Linked DNA regions of Zea mays: region 2 is linked to region 1. A link is a contact called in public Hi-C data. All regions are on one chromosome and are shown on one strand. Each heading gives the region's core, a stretch centred on a gene start, on an enhancer-like site or on the middle of the called end of the contact. The rest is flanking DNA. Distances are from core to core; before and after follow the strand shown.

Region 1 (4,352 bases), core at 1,053-3,552:
TCTTAGGTACCCAAACGGTCTTGGATCCTTTGACATTAGAAACAAGCACCTTGGATACCCAAACACAAGTTTTTGGACTCTTGTGTTTACCCCCAACATATTTGGCAACTACTTTGTCTGATTTGTTAGTTAGCACATAAGAAGCATCAAAAGTTTTGAATGAAACATTATGCTCATTTGATGCATTAGGAATTTTCTTCTTAGGCATTTTAACATTAGTGGTATGCCTAGAACTAGAAGCCTCATGTTTATAAATAAATGCATGATGAAAAACAGAATGAGGTTTCCTAGTATGAATTTTCCTAATCTTATGCTTAGGATAGTTTGCAGGATATAAAATGCTTAGGATAGTTTGCTGGCGATGGGCGCACCGGACAGTCCGGTGCACCACCGGGCAGCCACTGTGCACTATCCGGTGCGCGCCACCTCAGCGCAACCGTTGGAGACGTTTGTCTTCTAGCTGCACCGGACAGTCCGGTGCCACACCGGACAGTCCGGTGGCCTCTTACTTCTGCGCTTTGACTTCTGTCGTGGCACTGTGTACCACTGTAGCTCTGCACAGTCGACCATTGGCGCGCAGGGAGTCGTTGCTCCGCTGGTTCACCGGACAGTCCGGTGGCACATCAGACAGTCCGATGAATTATAGTGGAGTGCCCCTGCAGAATTCCCGAGAGTGGCTGGTTTGGAGGGCGCCTGGCCTGGTGCACTGGACAGTGTCCGGTGCACACCAGACACTGTCCGGTGCGCCAAAAAACAGCACACTCTATGTCTTGCTCCAATTTTTGATTGAGTCCCTAACTGAATTTCTTTCTTAGTTTGTGTTGAACCTTATGCATCTGAGATAAATGATATCTAGACAAACTAGTTAGTCATGTGGTTTGTGTTGTACATCAACCACCAAAATCGATTATAGAAAATGGTTAACCCCATTTCCCTTTTAAGAGGGAGAGAGTGGACGAGCAAAGTGAGACGCGGCGTCGACACGTGGGGCCCACCTGTCAGCGGACGCGGGCGTGGCTAACTGGGCCGAGCGGGCTGAGGAGGGGGGGACTTCGGGCTTCTTTTCCTTTTTTCCTTTATTCCCGAATTTCTAATCCTTTCTCCTTTTGTTTTTTTCTTTTGAATTCAAATTCAAACATGCTCCAAATTCAAATTCAAACAATTCAAACATGTGCATCAAACAAAATGATAATTTATGCCTAGCATGATTCAACGTCCCATGACTCACATAGGTTTTGATATAGAGTAAAGAAATAGTTAATCTCCGACCTAATAGACATGATTCTAATAAAAAGAGGAGAGAGGAAGACTAGAGAGAGAAACAAGAGGTAACACCTGAATTTGGTAGACATTAGAGAAGAAATTTTATACCCAAATTCAGGGTGTTACACCATTGGAGAAAGCCTAACAGCTAGAGTGAAGTTGCATGCCTTGAAAAAATCTACATGGTATGACGAAAAGTGTAGCGAGATACCTTTTTACATTAGATACATTTTCTCCTAATCTGAGCTGTATTCTCATGCCACTTGATTGACTTTTAGGCTATGTCCAGTAGCACCCCTATTGTGCCCCTCATGCGAAAAAGGGTCATCTGTTACTAACACATCTCTAGCGGAGTGTGAATGCATATGAAAAAGGGTGTTGACTCCACGCGTACCCCAAATTGGATACTCTCCCATCTCTATGTACCAGTAGATGTCTCCCTCTCCCCTTTCTCATGTCCGCTCCGCTCTCAACTCGAAATGAGTTTATTTTCTATATTCTTACTAAATAAAACATACTACCAATCCTTCCTATTTTATATATCCGTGTCAAGCATCCGCGAAACTGCTTTATAAGGCTACCATTAGCTTATCTTATATATAATCGTGCAAAACATCAAAGGGTCTATTTGGTTCGAGTAGATTCCTAAAAATTCGATTCTAACTGTGAGACGTAAGAAATCTGTTGTGAACGACGATTGTAAAAATTATATTTTGTTTGGTTGGAACAACTGTCAAACATAGATTCTATATGATCAAAATCGTTTGTAACATGTATGATAAAAATTTAGAAAATGTAGGGTAAAAGTTGATTCCAAGTTAAACTAGAGAAATATGTAGATTTTTAGAAATCTATTCTAAATTTTTTAACAGCTAATCTAGTTTAAAAAGCGGACCAAGCGTACGCTAAGTTTTGAGATCGAAAGGGCAGCTGTAGATAGCATAAAGCCCAGCCCAAGTATCCAGCCTCACGACCGACTCCCTCAATTACCTGCCCGTCCCAATTGTTTCCGCAAGTCGCCCAGACCAGATTTGCCAGAACGCAACCTCGGCTCCGAAACCCTAGCCGCACGCAGTTGTCCACTTCTACTCCCCTCGCCTCGCCACACCCGCCGCGCGGCACGATCAGACGCCATGGCCGCCGAGAACTACTGGAGGTACGCTGATGCGCGGCAGCAGCAGCAGGCGATGGTGGCCGCCGCGGCGGCCGCAGCGGGGATGGCTCCCGCGGCGACCGTCGCCGCGGCCCAGACGGTCGGGAGTGCGGCGGCGGCTATGAACCAGCAGGCTGCCGCCGCCGCCATGGCGCAGCAGGCCGCCGCTGCGCCGCCTCTCAAGCGTGCGCGCCCCGACTTCGGTGGTTCGTGCCCCCCCCCTCCCCTCTTTTTTTTTGTACGGGACGATCACCAGATCTTGTTTTTTTTGTGGCTATTTCCCCCCTCCGACTCCGATCTCCTCGTTGCCTGTGCTTTGCGGGATTTAGGAGTATCTTGCTGGTTGTTAGGTTCGTAATTTTAGATCCAGCGTTTAGATCTGCAGAGCAGTTTTGGTTGGGAGATTCTCCATGCATCTGGGCTGTCTGCCATAGTTTAGGTGACAAGCTACGTTCGTTGCACTATATTGAGAATTGTGTCCTTGTTGACTATTCTTGAGCTACAGTTGTTGGGATTGTTGATTTGGGGAGAAAATTATGTAATGATATTGCTTAGCCATATGCTGATTTGGCTTAGGGTGGAAAAGGATGCTTGCCGACTTGCCGTATCACAGGGCTTTTACAGAAACAAAATCATCGTTGATCTTGCACTTTTCATGTATTCCTGGATCGGTCGGCCTATTGATTGGTCGATTTTGGTGCTCAGGGATTTTTTCACTATTCAAACTTATTAAAATAGTCATCAGTAAAAAAGTGAAGCTGAGACCGGGAGTTTTTTTTGTAGTTGTCTTCTGTAACAAAATCCTGAACTTTCTGGTGAAATCGTTATCTTGGTTACACGCGATAGTTGGAGGTGAGGCTTGGGGGTGATCTTTGATTTCTTCTTCCATTTTCGCAGATGTGTCTGGTGGGCAAGACATGACAGGATATTATCCACGTGAAACTGACAGGTCAGGATACCATTCCCTCAGAGAGAACGACACACTTGGGGCATCTTATGACCGTTACTTGCGCAATGGGGTACAAACACAGTTTTCATATTGTACTACCTTTTTTTTGGTCAGAGCACAGAGTTATTGACATGCCTTTTATCTGTGTGATAAATTCATAGATGGCCTCCGTCGGTGCAAATGACACTTCTAGGGCTGCCGGGATGGGTGCTGGATTGGCTGCAGGGATGACTGCAGGGATGGGTGCTGGAATGGCTGCAGGGATGGCTGGCTATGGTGTTGATGGTCAGCGTATGATGGGTGTTGTTGGTATGGACAGCAGAGGGATGGGATATGGTGGCAGACCTGAGCCACCTCTTCCGCCTGATGCATCAAGCACTCTATATATTGAGGGCTTACCTGCAAACTGCACACGACGGGAGGTTTCACGTATCCTTCTCCAAAATATCATTATTGTCCTTTGCTAAACTTATTTTTCTAAATGTGTCTTGCTAGCTTTGAACATTCCGTTGACCCCCTTTAGGTCTTGTTCGGTTATTCCAATTACATGTGTATTGAAATGGATTGGGATGGATTTTGACTTGTTATGGATTTAAACCGACTCAATACCACCCAATCCACATGGATTAACGGTGAAACGAACAAGCCCTTAAATGTCACATTCTACAGTTTGTCTGCTTTTGTTGAAAGACTTATGGTGCTCCCCGACTCTGTAAGGCTTTGTTTGAGTACTGTAGTATTCACCACAATCCATATATATTGAGGTGGATTGGGGTGTGGATTGGGGTACACCTCAATACATGTGGATTATGGTGACTAGAGTACCCAAACAATGCCTAAATCTTCATATTGTTCATCTTCTCTGGTTTCTTTCTGTTTATATGCTTCAAGTCTTGTTTAATCTGAAGTACTGATTGGCGGTACCTGTGTATGTTGCCATTCTCTTAAAATATTTTTGTTCCTTAACCTTTTGATTCCTTAGATATA
Region 2 (4,352 bases), core at 928-3,427, 320 kb after region 1:
CTAGGCAGTACTGAAAAGGAAAGGTAACTGTCACGCTCGCTCACCATCCGGTACACTACACTACACTACCTAGCTAGACTAATAACAGGCACACATTTACTTGCAACTGCAGGTAGGTATTACATTACACACATAAGCATCGATCAAACCGGGTGCTGCTACTACGTACTGACTCCACACCAGCAGCTAGCATGCATGGTGCAACTGGGCGTTCTTTTTTTTTCTTTCTTTACACATCTCATATCGACCACGTTACGTTCTGCTACAAGGTAAGGTATTACGTAGTAGTAGAAGCTAGAAGACGATCGGTCGAGCTTTCCTCCTCTGATCCCCACCCCTGCAGGCCACGTGTCTCAGCCCCCTCAGCACACCGCGTGACGTGGCACCACCCTCGCCTCCAGCGGTGCAGCCATCTCACACGACAGCCTCAGCACTTCGGATAGGTCGACGCCGCCGCCGCGTGGCTCGTCGGACGGCGGCAGCCATTTGAACTCGTACAGCAGGGTGGCGACCCAGAATCCGACGGTAGCCACCGCGAGTGACTTGCCGGGGCAGCTCCGCCTGCCGGACCCGAAAGGCGCGAGCCGGAGATCCGAACCCATTATCGGGACGTCCTCGGCGGCAGGGCCCATGAACCTCTCGGGCCTGAACTCCATTGGCTCAGGCCACAGGCTGGGGTCATGGGTTATGGCCCACATGTTCACCATGGCGGTGGTGCCCGCGGGCACAAGGTACCCGCCTACGTGCACGTCTGAGGTGGCGAGGCGCGCCCAGGAGAGCAGTGGGCCTGGCGGGTGCAGGCGTAGCACTTCCTTGATGACCGCCTGGAGGTAGGGCAGCGAGGCCGTGTCCGACTCCGTCACGGCCTGGCCCAGCCCGACCACCCGGTCCAGCTCCTCCTGGACCTTGCTCTGCACGTCCTGGTGCAGCACCAGACGGGCCAGCACCCACTCGATCAGGACTGCCACCGTGTCCGTGCCTCGGAAGATCATCTCCTGCGAGGTGTGCGATCACAAGTTAAAGGCGCGTTCGCCTTATCGGTCTTTCTTTCTTTTCTTTTCCCTGCTGATAGTTGAAGAGCGAGCAGGGTGGGTGCAACGTGCATACGTACCCACAGAACGGCGATCATGTCGGCGTCGGAGAGCTTGTCGTCGCCCTGGAGGGAGAGCAGGACGTCCGTGAAGTCCATGACGGCGGTGTCGACGCCGCGGCCGAGGCGGGCACGGTGCTCGCCGATGATGTTGCCAACGAAGCGGTTCACCCGCGGGACGAGCGCGCAGCACCTGGCCCGGGTCTTCTGCAGGTCGAAGCGGGCGAGCCACGGGAGGTGGTCGGACCAGTTGAGCTGCCCAAGCAGGTCGTAGCCTTCGTCTACCAGGGCCTTGAGCTCCTCGGCCTCCCGGCTGTCCGCCATCAGGTCGTACCTGCGGCCGAACACCGACCACATGACGTTGTGCAGCGACGCGCGCTTCAGGAACCGGCGCGCCACGACGACGGGGGCGTGGGCCGCGGCGGTCGTCGTGGCGTCCACCATCTGGCGCGCGATGGCCGCGCGCTGCGCCGCGGAGGCCGCGATCTGGCGCGGCGAGAAGAGGTGCGCGGACGCGACGCGCCGGAGCGCGCGCCAGTAGGCGCCGTGCGGGGCAAAGCCGATGGCGCGGTGGAACAGGAGCCCGTACGCGGACTCCTTGACGGGGCGGTCGGCGAAGGCGGCGCTGGCGAGCAGCTCCCGCGCGACGTCGGGGTCGGCGGTGACCACCACCCGGGTCTCGCCAAGCGAGAACGCCATGAGGCGGCGCCTGCTGGCCTGTCTCTCGGCCGCCGCCGAGAGCTTGCGGTGCGCCAGGCCGGTCATCAGGCCCATGCTGCCGACCACCGGCAGGCCCCGGGGTCCCGGGATGGCGGCACGGACGATGCCCAGCCCGGCCCGCCTGGTCCACCAGTACCACCCCCAGGCGGGGCCGCCCGGGGACGCCCAGTGCAGGAGCGACGTGACTACGCAGGCCGCGACGAAGACCGCGGCGAAGCCGAGCAGGCGCTGAGGGTCGCCGCATTTGGCGGCCAGGGAAAGGTACAGCAGCCAGCCGCAGTCCTCTGTTGGCGGCGCCATGGCTAACTAACCTTTTTTTTTGTGTGTGTGTCGATTGGATGCACTACTACTACTACTCCCGATTCGGGACACAGGAAAGGAGGTGGTCGTTTCCTTCTCGTGTGGAAGTGGGAAGACCGGAGGCCGCCTTGTTCAAGTCTTCGGAGGACTGGAAATGGCGGCCCCTTGAATTTATAGCTGCGGCAGAGCGCAGACGTTGACGCGGTGTGTGCTTATAGCTGCTAAAAGTAGTTAACTGACCATAAACACACAAACAGGGGAGGATTTCTTTTAAGGCAAGGCAATAATGGCGGGAGCAAGCTACTATACTAATGTTTTAAGACCACTCTTAGGGCCAGTTTGAAAACAACTTTTTACCGCGGGATTTTTATTTTCCCAGGAGAATTTAGTTCATTTTCCCTTAGAAAATATGAATCCCTTGGTAAAATATAGTTCTCAAGCTAGCCCTTAATATAAAATAAACTATAAAAAAATATATATTGATCAAAGAGATATGATATTTTTTATATATTCGAAGAGAGTTTTACAAGATATAGATATGCTGGAAACTAGATAGGGAACCCTCACTAAATACGGGCTAGCAACAGTGGCACTAGACTGACGACGACGACGACGTGAAACACGTCGACGATATTTCTACCGGGCCACAGTGGTGCTTGGGGTGGTGCGATGGCCATCTAGCAAGGGGTGCACAACATGTAGGATGGCACAGAGAGACGCGTGGAGCCTGCGAGCTCTGGCAGGGCCTAAGTCGGTGTCGCCCGCACATGACCGTCGTGCCTTTAGCGTGGTTCTTCTGTTGGTAAAGAAAGTAGGTAGACGACGAAGGGCCAGGAGCACCTGATCCTGTTGTACCCGTGCACACGGGTATATGCAGTTGAATACCTACCCACACAAATACATATACCATATTTCTTAAATTTAAACTTGATTGTAGATAGTTTAGCTGTATGTACGTACGTATGTACGTACGTACGTATGTATGTATGTATGTATGTATGTATGTATGTATGTATGTATGTATGTATGTATGTATGTATGCTGGTCCGGGTGGTTCGGTAAGAGCTCACAGTATTTATTCACAAGAGCTCGTTTCATAGTAACTTGGTTAACTCGCACTAACATTTTTATAATCAAGTTTGTGGCTATTTAGTGTTTGATTTTACAGGATCACCTATTCACCCCCCTCTAGGTGCTCTCAATTGGTACCAGAGTCAAACTCTTCATCTAAGGGACTAACCGCCCGAAGAGATAGATCCTAAGGGTAAGGGGATGGTGGTCAACGACAAGGAGTCCCTCTTCAACGAACCAAGAGACGACAAGCCTACTGACTCAGGCTCGAGTCACAAGAAGAGGGATGGGAAGAAAAAGAGGCGCATCAAGAAGATCATATACTATGAAAGCGACGTTTTCTCTTCTTCACCAAGGGATGATGACGACGACGACGACTCATCCAAAAGAAAGACGGTTAATCAAAACTACTCTTTTGACTATTCTCGCATTCCTTATAATTCAAATGCGCATCTACTATCAATTCCCCTAGGAAAACCCCACACTTTGATGGAGAGGACTATTCTTTTTGGAGTCATAAAATGCGTAGTCATTTATTCTCCCTCTATCCTAGCATTTGGAAAATTGTTGAGAATGAGATGCATTTTGATAGTACTGATAATCCTGTGCTTATAAATGAACAAATTCATAAAAATGCCCAAGCTACTACTGTTTTGCTAGCATCTCTTTGCAGGGATGAGTACAATAAAGTGAGTGGCCTGGACAACTCTAAGCAAATCTAGGATACTCTCAAGATATCACATGAGGGTAATGACGCCACTATGATCACAAAGATGGAACTGGTGGAAGGCGAGCTGGGGAGGTTCGCGATGATCAGGGGAGAGGAGCCAACACAGACCTACAACAGGCTCAAAACCCTGGTCAACAAAATCCGAAGCTATGGAAGCACAAGATGGATGGATCATGACGTCGTCCGACTCATGCTGAGGTCATTTACAGTAATTGACCCTCATCTTGTGAATCTTATTCGTGAAAACCCCAGGTACACCAAGATGACGCCCGAGGAAATACTCGGAAAATACGTGAGCGGGCGTATGATGGTGAAAGAAGCTCGATACGTGGACGATGCATTGAACGGTCCACTGCCCGTCTATGAGCCACAGTCTGTTGCTCTCAAAGCAACTAGCAGCAGGGAGGCGCTACCAAGCAAGGTGGCACAAGTGGAGGTTGT

Evidence for each region. A called contact is a pair of places that touch in the nucleus more often than the background predicts.
Region 2: a contact with region 1 is called in a Hi-C map of ear, with 2.3 times the contacts expected there. The contact joins the promoter of LOC100274430 here to the promoter of LOC100382777 in region 1. A contact is called at or near these places in 2 of 25 Hi-C or Micro-C datasets (ear and tassel).

Annotation. Positions count from the first base shown.
Region 1 is chr4:222,277,773-222,282,124 of Zm-B73-REFERENCE-NAM-5.0, forward strand. It overlaps LOC100382777, which reads left to right and starts at 2,303. Exons shown (of 6, transcript NM_001175486.1): 1 at 2,303-2,622; 2 at 3,314-3,435; 3 at 3,527-3,794; 4 at 4,348-4,352. The coding sequence starts at 2,397.
Region 2 is chr4:222,597,434-222,601,785 of Zm-B73-REFERENCE-NAM-5.0, forward strand. It overlaps LOC100274430 (putative cytochrome P450 superfamily protein), which reads right to left and starts at 2,178. Exons shown (of 2, transcript NM_001148789.1): 1 at 1,112-2,178; 2 at 1-995. The coding sequence starts at 2,110. The coding sequence ends at 363.